Linked DNA regions of Mus musculus: all the other regions are linked to region 3. Evidence: chromatin contacts called from public HiChIP or PLAC-seq data. All regions are on one chromosome and are shown on one strand. The core of a region is the stretch at or near the end of the contact, and the rest is flanking DNA. Distances in the headings are between cores, read along the strand shown. Region 1 holds the start of Nol4l (nucleolar protein 4-like). Region 2 has its middle 20 kb from the start of Nol4l. Region 3 holds the start of Hck (hemopoietic cell kinase). Region 4 has its middle 48 kb from the start of Commd7.

The links. HiChIP or PLAC-seq counts read pairs in DNA pulled down with a chosen protein or histone mark.
Region 1: a contact with region 3 is called in an H3K4me3 HiChIP or PLAC-seq map of embryonic stem cells, with 10 read pairs. The contact joins the promoter of Nol4l here to the promoter of Hck in region 3. A contact is called at or near these places in 4 of 39 promoter capture datasets (the 3T3-L1 cell line, embryonic stem cells, liver and 1 more), 1 of 484 Hi-C or Micro-C datasets (embryonic stem cells) and 4 of 115 datasets of contacts at active chromatin or transcription factors (embryonic stem cells and memory CD8 T cells).
Region 2: an H3K4me3 HiChIP or PLAC-seq map of embryonic stem cells shows a contact between it and region 3, with 17 read pairs. The contact joins the enhancer-like site here to the promoter of Hck in region 3. A contact is called at or near these places in 5 of 115 datasets of contacts at active chromatin or transcription factors (bone marrow-derived macrophages, embryonic stem cells, large pre-B cells and 1 more).
Region 4: an H3K27ac HiChIP or PLAC-seq map of embryonic stem cells shows a contact between it and region 3, with 2.5 times the contacts expected there. The contact joins the enhancer-like site here to the promoter of Hck in region 3. A contact is called at or near these places in 4 of 39 promoter capture datasets (embryonic stem cells, liver and stem cell-derived epiblast-like cells) and 3 of 115 datasets of contacts at active chromatin or transcription factors (embryonic stem cells and fibro-adipogenic progenitors).

What each region holds. Positions count from the first base shown.
Region 1 is chr2:153,528,263-153,531,290 of GRCm38.p6, forward strand. It overlaps Nol4l (nucleolar protein 4-like), which reads right to left and starts at 1,709. Exons shown (of 11, transcript NM_001134300.2): 1 at 1,180-1,709. The coding sequence starts at 1,500.
Region 2 is chr2:153,548,203-153,551,587 of GRCm38.p6, forward strand. No RefSeq gene overlaps it. Among named protein-coding and RNA genes, the nearest start is that of Nol4l, 20 kb to the left of the region's middle. Within about 2 kb of position 1,434, at least 54 of the 459 cell types and tissues checked have an H3K27ac peak or open chromatin away from gene starts, as enhancers often do. A contact at or near this core is called in bone marrow-derived macrophages and embryonic stem cells, where this site is marked.
Region 3 is chr2:153,107,202-153,110,249 of GRCm38.p6, forward strand. Hck (hemopoietic cell kinase) reads left to right here and starts at 1,267. Exons shown (of 13, transcript NM_010407.4): 1 at 1,267-1,553. The coding sequence starts at 1,492.
Region 4 is chr2:153,583,036-153,586,107 of GRCm38.p6, forward strand. No RefSeq gene overlaps it. Among named protein-coding and RNA genes, the nearest start is that of Commd7, 48 kb to the right of the region's middle. Within about 2 kb of position 1,631, at least 42 of the 459 cell types and tissues checked have an H3K27ac peak or open chromatin away from gene starts, as enhancers often do. A contact at or near this core is called in embryonic stem cells, where this site is marked.

The sequences.
Region 1 (3,028 bases), core at 459-2,958, 420 kb after region 3:
AGGGCTGAGCGCGGGGCGGGCGCGCCGGACGGGGGAGGAGCGCGGAGGGGGGAGCGGGGGAACAGGGAGGAGGGAGGCCGGCGCGGGGCGGCCGGGCTCTAGTGCTCCGGCCGGGCGAGGCCAGGGAGGGGCGGCGGGGAGGAGAGCTAGGCTGGCCCGACCGGGCCGGGGACCGAACACACTACCCGAAGGTCTGGGCAACGGAAAGTTCAAAGCTCAGCAGCGCCCCGAGAGCAGCCGCCCCCCCCCAGCCCCCACCCTCTGCAGAACAATGAGGTCCCGGAGGGGGGAGCCGCGGGGCCCAAGCCTCACGCCCTCTCGGGGCGCCCCGAACCGAAGGGGATGCCCCCGCCCGGCCACTGGCCACCAGCCTCCTTTCCCGGGGCTGCGGTTACCCGCCCCCCTCCCCAGCGCCAACCGGGCCAGCCTGAGAGACGGGGGAGGGGAGGGGATGAATAGGTCATGCCGCCCCCGTCCCAGGGTGGGGGGAGCGCGGGGCCCGGGGGGCGGCGGGGACGCCCCACCCACCCTTGGGAGGCTGCTCCTGCGCCAGGCTGCGGCTCTGGCTGCCCCTCCCCGGGCCAGTGCCGGGTGGGGTCGGGGCGACAGTGCCAGGGCTAGCCCCCTCCCCTAGTGCGGGGAGGCCCAGTGGACTCCCCGTCCCGCCGCTGCCCCTGCCTCCCCACCCCCGCAGCACCACCCTACACACACACACATAGATACACGCGCGCGCGCACACACACACACACACACACACGCACACACACACCGCCCAGCCGGCCCGGGGGCGGGAGCGCGAGGCGCCCGGGACAGGCGGCCTCCGGGCGGGAGGGGGGGAGGCTGGAGCTCCGTAGCAGCCGCCTGCTGGCTGGGGGGAAAGGGGGAGGGGAGGGGACGAGAGGACAGAACACGCTGGGGTGAGCAGCCCGGGACAGCCCGCCCGTCACGGCCATGGCCCGATCAGCGGCGCAGAGGGGGCAGGGACGCCCCAAACCCCGAGCGCTGCCCGGGCGGGCCAGGGAGGGCTAGTGAGCAGGGACACGCACGCCCCGGGTGGGCTAGACACACGGACAACCCCAGAAACACACCATTCGGACACACATCCACACCCCCACCCCGCCCCCGCCCTCCCCAATCCCGGCCACGGGACTAGCCCGCGGCCGCCGCGCGCGCACTCACCGAGCCCGTCTTGACCGGCACATACACCACTTGGCCCATCTTGGGTTCCCGGCCGCTGCCCAGGCGGAAGCCCTTGGAGCGCACCCAGAACTGGAACTTGCCTTTCTCGCCCGCCGCCGGGCCGCTGCCCGCGCCGGTCCCGCCGCCACCCTGCAGGACCTCGGCGATCCGCTGGTATTTGCTGCGTGTCACTGTCTTGGTTTTAGCCGAGTCGCCGTAGGTGCGCAGGCACCAGTCCCGGAACTGGCGGCCCAGCTCCGAGTCCCCGGGGCTGCGCTCGCGCTCCCAGCCCCCGCGCAGCAGCAGCGTCGGCTTCGGCATCCTCCCGCCGCGCCCGGCGCCCTCGGGGGCGGGCCGGCCACCGGGCCGCCCGGTGCTGGAACTGGGCTGGGCTGGGCCGGGCTGGGCAGGGGCGCGCCGCGGCCCGGGCTGTCCCGCGGTGTGGCTCTGGCGCGGCTGCTGGATGGGCGCGGGCGGCGGCCGGACGCGCGGGGCTGCGGCGCGCTCTGTCCTGCTCGGGCGGCGGCGGCGGCGGCGGCGGCGTTGGCGGCGGCGGCTCCGACTCGCCTCCTGCTCCGCCTCCTCCTCCCCCCGGCCGGGATGCAGGAGAGATGGAGGCAGCTCCGGGCCCGGAGGTGCAGAGGGGGCGGGCCGCCCCGCGGGCGGCCAGGGGAGGCGGGAGGCGGGGAGCGGCCCCGGGCACGGGGAGCGAGACCGAGCCTGGGCGCGGGCGGCAGCGGTGGCTGTCAGCTTGCGCGGCTCATCCTGCTCCTGCTCTGGCTCCGGCTGGGGCTCCCGCTGCTGCTGCTCTTCCTCCTCCTCCTCCTCCTCCTCCCGCGCCCGCCTCCACCACGCCGCGGGATCCCACCTGTTAGAGCGGCGCAGGCTGCGCCGCCGCCCGCCCCCCTCCCTCCCGCGCCCGCGCGCCCAGCCCCGCCCGGCCCGGCCCCTGGGGGCGCGGGGGCTGCTGCACCCGCAGCGGCCGGGAGGGCAGCAGCGGCAGGCGCGCGGTACCCAGCTAGGGATCGTGTTCCATCCGGCTGGTTCGGCCCACAGCCTGGAAGGCCGCACTCTGTCGGGACGGGCTGACTGTCCCGCAGGCAGTAGGGCACAGATCATAGCCCAGACACTGGCGTCCCCAGCCTCCCCGATTGGGTCGTCTTAGCCGAGGTAGCCCAACCCTGGCGGTGTGGGACAGGCTCCTCTCCTCACTCCTGCAATTGGCCTGACCGCTCTGGTGTCAGTATGGGTGCCAGAATAGGAATGTTCCCCCGGGGGGGGGACCCCAAGCCACCACCCTTTGGACCCCCAAACTTTCTCTCCTTCCACCTCATCTGAATTCCCCCAAGATTGGCCGGCCTTGCCTTAGTGTAGGTGGGGGTGGGTAGCCCCAGGCCCTATAGAAGTCACCTTGTCCGGTGGCCTTCCTGGTGCCAACCTCACTGAGCCTCTGAAGACCTTGAACACACCCACAAACCCATTCTGAGAAGCCTGACCTTCCCGGATGCACCTTGGCCTAGAATCCCTTGGAGAATAAACTTAGTGATCTCACACCCCCTCCCACCTGAGCAGATCTGACCAGTGTAGAACTTCCTCCTCCCCTATGAATTATAAGCATAAATAAAGGTTCAAGTCAATCCTCGAAGATTTCTGCCTTCCTTTCTTATCAGGGCATAAGAAATTACTGCATTATCCTTTCTGCTGTCCCCTGGCGGCCACCCCCATGTCATCAGGCCACTCTTACAGACACATTATCACTCAAGAGTTGAGTCCCAGAACAGGATCATTTTCTGCCTAAGAACTCCAAGGTGCCCATACCCGAGTCATTGAGACAATTGTGTGCCAGGCC
Region 2 (3,385 bases), core at 184-2,683, 440 kb after region 3:
TGAGCTAGAAGGGGTTAAGTTTTGTGCTTGGCTCCTGCCTTGCTGTGGACCGTGGCTGGGACAGAACATCTGTCTGTTGCTATGGTTGCCGTACACTTGAAGGGGATGGCTGGATAATTATGGCAGTGCCGCCGAGTGAGGGAGCTGATGCCCGGAATTGGCTCGGACCCTTGCCCACACGGTGCAGCAGTAGCCTTGGGTAGATACTCTGGGCCATGGAGGAGTCAGAGAGAACCTCGTGGCCTTTGCACAATGAGCAGGCCTGGCTACAAGGGCCCTGGGGAAACCATGAGCTGGATAGACGCTGGTGGCCTTGGGCACCAGAGTGTGGGCAGCCAGCCTGCTGGCGTGGGGGAGGAGAACTCTGATAATTCCCTTGTGTTTCTGTGTGTCCTCCCCCTGGGGAGAAATCCTGCATTCTGTTCCTGGTCCCGCAAGTTCCTTGGAGCCCAGGGATAGCAAATGTGGACCGCCTCCATCCTGGTTTGATCTGCTTGCTTACTGGGTGACATGCCAGACCCTCGGGCTCTATGCATAGAGGACCTGGGTCTGTGTGGGACAGGACGTGTGGCTCCAGTCTGGCTCCTTGGATGGCTTGTGTGCATCCCAAGCTGCTGGATATTGGTCTGTATCACATGATAAGATCTGGGAACAGGCAGAGAGGCTTGTTAGCCTGAGGTTCACACCCACAGATGACTCTGAGACAGGGACTGAGCTTCTGTTGTGTCCCAGGTCAGCACCTCCAGATGTGAGACAAAAAAAAACCCTGTCCAGTCCCCAAGGTCACCCCTAAACTTCCTGGCTCTTCTCCATGACACTGCCCCCTCCTCCTGGTGATTTCTCTCTTCTCCTCCCACCTGCCTCCCTCACCGACCGACCGATCAGTCACCACAGAGCTAGGCACAAGCCAAGCAATCTTTTGTGCATCCTCTCTGTGTAGCTGCAAGGAGGGGCCTACAGGACCGGCTGCCTTCAGTCTTTCTCACCACTTTGGCAGAGAGATTCTAGAGACCCAGAGCAAGGAGTGATCTTCCTATCTTTCTCTGCTGGCAAGAAGTCCAGCCTGGTGGTGCCAAGTGGGGCCACCCTGGGACTCCCTGAACTCCTTCTCTGACTCCCTGCCCTGCCTGCCCTTAAAGGTGACCTCTGAAAGCCAAGAGAAATCCTGACTCCTCGGATCTGCACACATACAATGTTAACTCACACACAATCACAGCCGAATCTACTCCGCATGCTCAGCCAGGCCCTGTGTCTGATTCAGTAAAGCTCGGTCCAGAATCTGCCCATCCAGGGACCCAGGGACACCTGCTACCACCAGTGTACACAATCCTGAATTAGACACTATAGATTCAAGCCCCTTCTAGCTGCCAGCACTTCCCAGAGGCCTGAGATAGACAGGGCAGGGGCCACGCCCTCGAGGCACAGTTGAGGAAATGAGAGCACTCCAAGATTAGGGGACGTTCAAGGACACACAGCTATGTCCCATGAGGGGCAGGCCCTGGTGCCTGGAACTGCCGTACCTCACACAGAAGGCTGCCTGCCCGGCGTGGGATGGCTTTGGCCTTGATAGATGGTCACAGTCTGCACTCCTCAGGGCCTGGCAAACTGAATACTGGTCACCCCAGCTCAGGGGCTGCACAATTGGGTCATACCGCTCCGTGTGGGCTCCAGGCAAGCTCTCAGTGTGGTGTGGCTCCCAGGCTTTCTTGGTAGGTTGGAACCGTTCTGTCTAAGCTAGGGGAGACACCAGGCCTACCCAGTCCCTATTCCTCAGGGACTGTGGGCTGGACAAGAAGGCCCAAGTCCTCTTTAAAGGGACAGACTTCAGCCACAGCCCAACTCCACACACTGAAGGAGGTGCTGTGGGCATGAATCAGCATCCCAGGGCCCTTAGACCATTACAGATGCATGTCTCCAGGCCGTCCCTTTTGTAGTCATGGGGATGGGTGGGTAGGGACCAGACAGAATTATCTGTAAGGAAGGACTGATGCCCAGCAGGACCTCCTTGGAGATCTGCAGGAATCAGGAGTAGCTTTCTGATACTTGCCAAAAGGCCTGCAGTAGAAGATTCTAGGCTCTTTTATGCCAGACATGATTCTTCTATTGAGCCTTGAGCCGATTTGGGTCACTTGGGGTGACGGTCCAACCTCAGTGAAGTGTGAATGCCAACCCTAATGTGCTCCTTATGCCCCTGACAGTCCCCCACTTTGAGTCGCTCTCTGAGGGCAGGGTAAAGACTTGGGATATACATTATGGGGCTGGAGAGATGGTTCAGCTGTTAAGACCACATGCTGCTTTTGCAGAGGACACAGGTTCAGTTCTTAGCACCCACACGACAGCTCATAACTGCCTGTAACTCTAGTTCCAGAGGACCCAATGCCCTGGGCATTCTACACATTTGGTACACAGATATACATGTAGGCACATCACCCATATAGTAGATAGATACATACATACATATATAGACACATAGATAGATACATAGATACATAGATACATAGATAGATACATAGATGGATACATAGATGGATACATAGATGGACGGACAGATGTATTGGTAGATAGATATTTTTAAAATACCCCTATTCCTACCCCCTCGGTTTCCCCTGGAACATCTTCCTTTCAACCAGTCTCTCAAAATAGAGATCATGAACCTTATCTCCCAACATCCCCATCTCTTCCAGCCCTACCACTGATCAACCAGCCCATGCTACACGCCCACCAAGGAGACTTGGCCCACTAACCAAGCCCTGTAACCAGGCTTCCTAAGATATCCATTCCAGCAGCTCAGCATCCAAATCCTCAAGGCGGCCCTCAGGACCCTCGCCTGGACCAGGCCCCACTATGTGCGCCTTTACACCACCCGTACCTCTCCAGTATTACCACAGGTATTTGTAGGTGGCAGCCACCATCTGTCCCTTGCTGTGTGGACCTGTACAAGCCCAGACCCTGTCTGTCTCATTCTCATTAGATCCCTGAAAACCAGCACGCAGGTAGACTTACAGTCGGACACAGTGAGTGTTGACTGAACAAATGAGTAGATGGGTAGATTGAAACAGAATCAGGAACCAGAAGGTGGAGGCTGAGGTGAAATGTGTCATCCCTGGGTGACTTGATCCAGTGAAGGTAGAATCTAGGAGGAATCGGAAGGCAGGGAGGAGGAACTGTTGGGTGTCCAGACAGAGGACTTTGGCAGTGGCCTACCTGGGCTGGCACACACTTGCTATATCCAAGGACATAGGAAGGAGCCTGGAGCCAGAGGCTGGGGAGGTAATGTAGTCTGCCTCAGCCTGTGGCTCTTGGAGCTTGTTCCTGGAGAGCTCTGGGCCGAGCAGTGCTTCAAACTGGTTTCTTCTAGAATACTCCAAGCTTTGTGGGACCCTGG
Region 3 (3,048 bases), core at 17-2,516:
TACTGCTAAACGCATGCCTACATGCACGCGTAAGCGAATGAATGAGAGATACTGGTGGTCTGGCCTGGCTAGAGGAGGGAGGACTCCTGTACGTTTCTGCAGGTGTGTGTTGCAGTTTAGAGAGTGTTGGTCCCTGTCGTTTTGAATGATGTCTCAGGCTGAGTGGAATATGCCATGCAAACAGGACCTCAGTGGTCTGCCAGTAAGACTTCCTCTCTTCAACTTGGGAGGTCCTCTGAGCAGTCCCATATTCAGCCCAGAATAAGGCAAAGAACTCCCGCGGGCGCCAGACTTTGCATGGAGTTTGAATAAGCGGTGGGTGGGCGGGTGGAGGGAAAACCGCTGCATGTGGGAGGGACCGAAGTGGAAGGGCGGTGGAGACCCACCAGAATCCTAGAGGGAGAGGTTAGACTTATCAGGGCGTGGTTAGACTTAAAGGGAGCTACATTCCTTCTGCGGCTGGTTTAGGATCTTTGAAAGGAAGGATAGGATCGGTTGATTGCTCCAGTGCAGGATTTAGGACCTATGGGATTAAGGTCTCGTAGGGGGCTGGTGGCTGTAGTACAAACTACGGAGAGAGAGGCCCTGGATTCCATTCTCTAGAACACACAAGCGCGCGCGCGCGCGCTCTCGAGATTAAAACCCTTTCAGAAAATTTGATTACAAATCTAGAGAATTTGTAGGGGTTAGGACTGGGAACAGAATAGAAAGTGAGATTGAAAATCTTTCCCCAGGAGGAGGCAGATGGTTTTGCAGGTAAAGACGCCTGGTGCCAAGCGTGGCTGCTTGAGTTCAGTCCCCGGAACTCGGAAGGTGGAAGGTAAGATCCTAGTCCTCCAAATTGTTCTCTAACCTCTACACCGCTCTGAGGCTCCAGGGTACTTACACACATACACGGAAACAATCAACCAGTCAAACAATAAACGTAAAATATTACAATTCTTTAGGGAATCCAAGGGTATTTGGTCTCTTAGGTAGGGGTCCAAAATCTCTGGGGATAGGGTTTAGAATCCTTTGGACAGGCTCATTACATCATGGGGGGCTTAAACGCACTAGTGGGGGAGGGGGACTGGGAATCTTGGGAGGGCGGGTCAAACCTTGGTGTCTGAGTAAGTCCTTCAAGGACTGGTTAGCGCCCTTGAGGACAGGGTTAGCAAAGAAATGCTGAAATTCTTTGGAGGTGAATTTAGAGCAGGAGACAAGAGAGCCAGAGTGGGAGTTAGGCTCTTAGAGGGCGGAGTCGGGGTATTTGGGGGCGGGGTTTGCATCACCCAGGGTGCGGCTAAGGCGCCCAGATGGCCAGTGAGCGCCACTGGGTTGCGGCTCCCAGCTTGCACTCCCCGCGGCGGCTCTCAGACGGGTGGGAGGGGACCAAAGTCGCCCGTGAAGGGGGCTCTGACCCGTTCCGAGCGCCAACGCAGCCTCTGTAGCCCGCAAGTCTTCGTCGCTTGCTCCGGGCTCTGAAGTCCGGGGCCACCAGGGGCCGCAGCGCTGGGGGGTCGGTCTAGCTGCGAGGATCCGGGCTGCCCACGAAGCGAAGGGCGGGCGCCCAGGTGAGTGCGGGGTGAGAGGGCGGGAATGGGACACACCCCCGTCCCCGAGAACGTGCAGACCTCGGGCTCCAGGGATCTGAGATCCTGGGCGAGCTGTGGGGGTGCCGAGGAAGGAAGAACCCGTCCTAGGAGCAACCGATCCCCGGCGGTGGGATGCGCAGTCTACGAAAGGTGGAGGGTACCCAGGTGGCCAGGTGAGGCGAATTGCCGCCACCCAGGGCGACCCTGGGATAGCCCTAGATAGAGGAAGCTCAGGCAGGGGAATGGCAGTGCTGAGCTGAGGCTTCTCTGTCTAACCAGGTTCCCCTTCTGCACACACACACACACACACACACACACACACCAAGAAGAAGAAGCTGGAGGGGAGGGAAAGGCCCGTTCAGTTCCCATTGATGGTGGGTGGGTGGCAGGTCACGCAGGTAGACAGCAGCCATGGCTAAAGGAACAGCCCGGCCAAGACAAGCCCATGCCTGCCACACCCAGGCCTGGCTATAGGTGTATATCTGAGTCCCCTCTTTTACATCTTCCCCTGCCTTCCCAGCTGAACCCCTAACAGGCGTACATCCAACTCCAGAACCTCTTACACAAAGACCACAATCTACCACCATCTCCTCTGTGTGACACTGGGGCATGTCACTGGCTACTCTCTGGATTCCAGCTTCCAACTCTGTAAAATGGGCTGTTTTACATTCATCTGAAGCTGAGTTGTCCAGAGAAGGGGAGCAGTGCTGCTGGGTACTGGAGAGAGAGCCTGGTTTGTCTGTGCCTCTGTTTGCATAGCTGCAGGATGGAGATGGTAAGAGGACAGGTTGAATGTTCCCTATCCAAACTACACCTGATCAGAGGGGTTTAGGATTTCCGAGTGTGGCAGAATTCTGTATGTCAAGTGCACAGCGAGGCATCCTGGAGTGAAAATTAGGTCTTAAAGAGACATTTGTGTATGTTACACGTGCTTCTGTATGTGTTCACTGGTTGGTGTGTACTCTGGGGTTCCTACACACGTGGAGGCCAGAGGACTCTATGTTGTTCTTCAAGCAAAGGCCACCTTGCTTTTGGAGACAGGGTCTATCATCGGCCTGGGGCTTTTGCTGGGTAGGTGAGGCCGGCTGATTAGTGGGTCCCAAGGGTCCTTCCTCCCAGCTGACTTTTTTCAGGAGTTCTGGGGGTTGTAACTCAGTTCCCCCTGTTTGCAAGGTACTCACTTTACCAACTGGGCTATCTTCCTGGCCCGAGATTTTCACACATTTCATTCTCATCCCTCAGAGATAACTAATGACACATTTTTAATGGCTCCTCCATTTTTACATCAATTGATAGCCTCAGATCAGGTGTGGACTTTCCCACTTGGACCATCCTGTCGGTGCCCAAAATGTCTCCGATTTTAGAGCATTTCGGATTTAGGCTTGTGGAAGTTCCCTTACTTTTGAAGGTGACATTAAACTGAAGGAAAGGGAGCCCAAGAGGTGACTCTGCATCTAAGAGCACTCACTGCTCT
Region 4 (3,072 bases), core at 381-2,880, 480 kb after region 3:
GACACCAAGGCCTCATGCCTACCAGTCCCCTGCTTCCTGGAGGCCCATCCTCCCCAGCTCCACCTTGCCACGCCCTGTCTCTTCGTCCACTTCAGGTCTCCCAGCAAAGCCCCAAGATCTAGAGTGGAGTCCTGGCCCCTCTCCGGGTCTCAGCTTCTCAGCCATGGGGAGGAGAAAGAGGAAGAGGAAAAAATGTGGGGAAGCAGCAAAATGCAGGGCCTGTCTCTGCACAGGAGCAATCGAGACAGGGACACACACACCCCCACCCCACCCCCGTGCGTGCGCGCTAGTAGCTTCCAAAGGGGAAAGCAGTCTCTTACAGTGGGACAGCTCGGCTTCAGTCCCATTCAACTGGAGGTTACCCGAGCTGGTCCAACCCAACTCAACCTGACCTGGGAGGGGGCCGAGAAGGAAGCTGAGCATCATGGGTACAAAGGTCGCAGCTCCACCGTCTCCTTGAGGTTTCAGCCAGGCAGCTGGCTGTGTCCACCCCACATTCTGGGGAGGGAAATAAGTATGGGAGGGTGACAGGGGACACTTTGAGGTGGTGGCCACCTCTGTGAGTGAGAGAGGCAGCTGCTCAGCCAAGAACTGGGGGCAGGGGCGCCTCCTGCGGCTAATTAAACTGAGCCGGTGATGAATCGGTAGAGGTTACAGCGTGCTAATTAAAGGTGCTGTATCTTGCCTGGCAAGGATGGAAGGCACCAGAAGCTCTGCAACCACAAGCAGGGCCAGGCCTGTGAGGCCTCCCACTGTGCAGGTTCTGGGTTGTCCTTCCCTTCTCCGCCCCTCCCCAGAGGGCCGGCCCCCTCCCCACTTCCCTATCTCTTCTGCCCACCTTGGGCCAGCCCTGCCTCCAACTTCCCCCGCCTTCCCACCACCCCAAATCCTCCCCAGATAAAGGCGAGCAGAGGCGAAGTAGAGCCTGTCGCCCTTAGCCTGAATCAGTGGTGGGTTCTGCGGGCGGGCGCTGTGTTGAGCCTCCGTGGAGCTCCTTTTAACCCCAATTCCTAATGTGTCACTGCTGAATTCAAGTGTAATAGGAACAAGGCCACCAAGACTTTTTTTTTTTTTTGAGACAGGGTTTCTCTGTGTAGCCCTGGCTGTCCTGGAATTCACTTTGTAGACCAGGCTGGCCTCGAACTCAGAAATCCTCCTGTTTTTGCCTCCCAAATGCTGGGATTAAAGGCGTGCACCACCATGCCCGGCTCGACTTCTAGAATCTTAACTACTTTTCTGTTTTGTTTTGTTTGGGGCTTTATTTCTATTAGAGAGACAGACAGACAGACAGACAGACAGACAGACAGGCAGGCAGGCAGGCAGACATGCAGAGAGTTAGTTCCCAAACACTCTAGCCTTAACAATACAGTCATGTCTGGGGAAAGTTAAACAAATGACCTCTGACCTTTGACCTTTGCACAGAGCAGGGAAAAAAGACTCCAAAGCACCCAGTCCTGCCCCAAGTTGGTTCCAGGCAGAGGTGTGGCTCAGTGGCTCCCCAGAGACTTGAGTTAGAGTCCAAGCCCGGCTCATTTGCCAATTATGTTAATTGGCAGGAGAAGCAGCTGCCCTGTGCCTTGACCTGTACCCCACCTGGAAGAGCCACTGAGACCGCAGCAAAGGAGACAACTCAGGTGAAACTAGTCCAGAGTCAGCTCCGACTGCTATGAGCCACTCTGACCTTCCAGCACCGGGATCATCTGGTTGGCCTGGCACCAGAACAATGCACCCCCACCCCCACCCCAAATCCAAAAGGCTGCAGCCTGTGTCCTGGAGAGGGTGATGAGAAGGGCAGGTGAGATAGCGCAGCTGGTTAAGAGCACTGACTGTTCTTCCAGGTGTTTTGAGTTCAATTCCCAGCAACCACATGGTGGCTCACAACCATCTGTAATGGGATCTGATGCCCTCTTCTGGGGTGTGTGACTGAAGACAGCTACAGTGTACTCATCTAAATATAAATAAATAAATAAATAAATAAATAAATAAATAAATAAATAAATAAATAAATAAATAAATAAATAAATAGCACTGGCTGTTCTACTGGAGTAAGTTAAGGTTCAACTCTTTTTTGTTTGTTTTGTTCTTTAGTTTTTGTTTTTGTTTGTTTGGGGTTTTTTGTTTTTGTTTTTTGTTTTTGTTTTTTGTTTTTTGTTTTTCGAGACAGGGTTTCTCTGTGTAGCCCTGGCTGTCCTGGAACTTACTCTGTAGACCAGGATGACCTCGAACTCAGAAATATGCCTGCCTCTGCCTCCCAAGTGCTGGGATCGAAGGTGTGCGCCACCACGCCCAGCTAAGGTTCAACTCTTAACACACAGTTCTGTTTAACTCGAATTCCAGGGAGACCCAATGCCCTGTTCTGATCAGCACACCAGACATGAGCATACATGCAGGAAGACCACTCATACACGTAAAATTCAATAAAATATTTCAAAGGATAAAATTTAGTTTGTTTTTTTTTTTTTTTAATTAAAAAGGTGACTGGCAGGATGGTGGCAGCATATGCCTCTAATCCCAACACTCCGGAGGCAGAAACAGGCAGATTTCTGAGCTGGAGACCAGCTTGGTCTACAGAGCAAATTCCAGGACACCCAGGGCTGACACAGGGAATCCTTGTCTCAAAAAACTAAAGACAAAATAGAGTGATTAGAGATGCTGAGTGGGGTGCTCATGAAGGGACTCTCCTGTGGAATGGGCTGCCGGATACAGAATTCAGCATTAGGCTTCACAAAGGAGACCAAGATGAACTTGGGACTCATTACTTCTCAGGGGACCCCAGTCTGGAATCAGAGAAAAAACAGTCACACATCTGGAGCTATGGGTCCAGGGTAGAGTGCTGGCTTGACATGTAGAAGGCCCTAGGCTCATCCCTAGCACCACAAAAGTGAACAAATTTAACTAAAAAGGAAAAGAAAAAAAAAATCCAGTGTAGAGACACACGATTATAATCTCAGCATCTGGTCGGCAGAGGCAAGGGGATAGGGGCTTCAGACCAGCCTTAGCTCCTTAGTAAGCTGAAGGCCAGTCTGAGCTGTAGTGACTCTGTCTCGACCCTCACCCAATGAAAGAACGCAG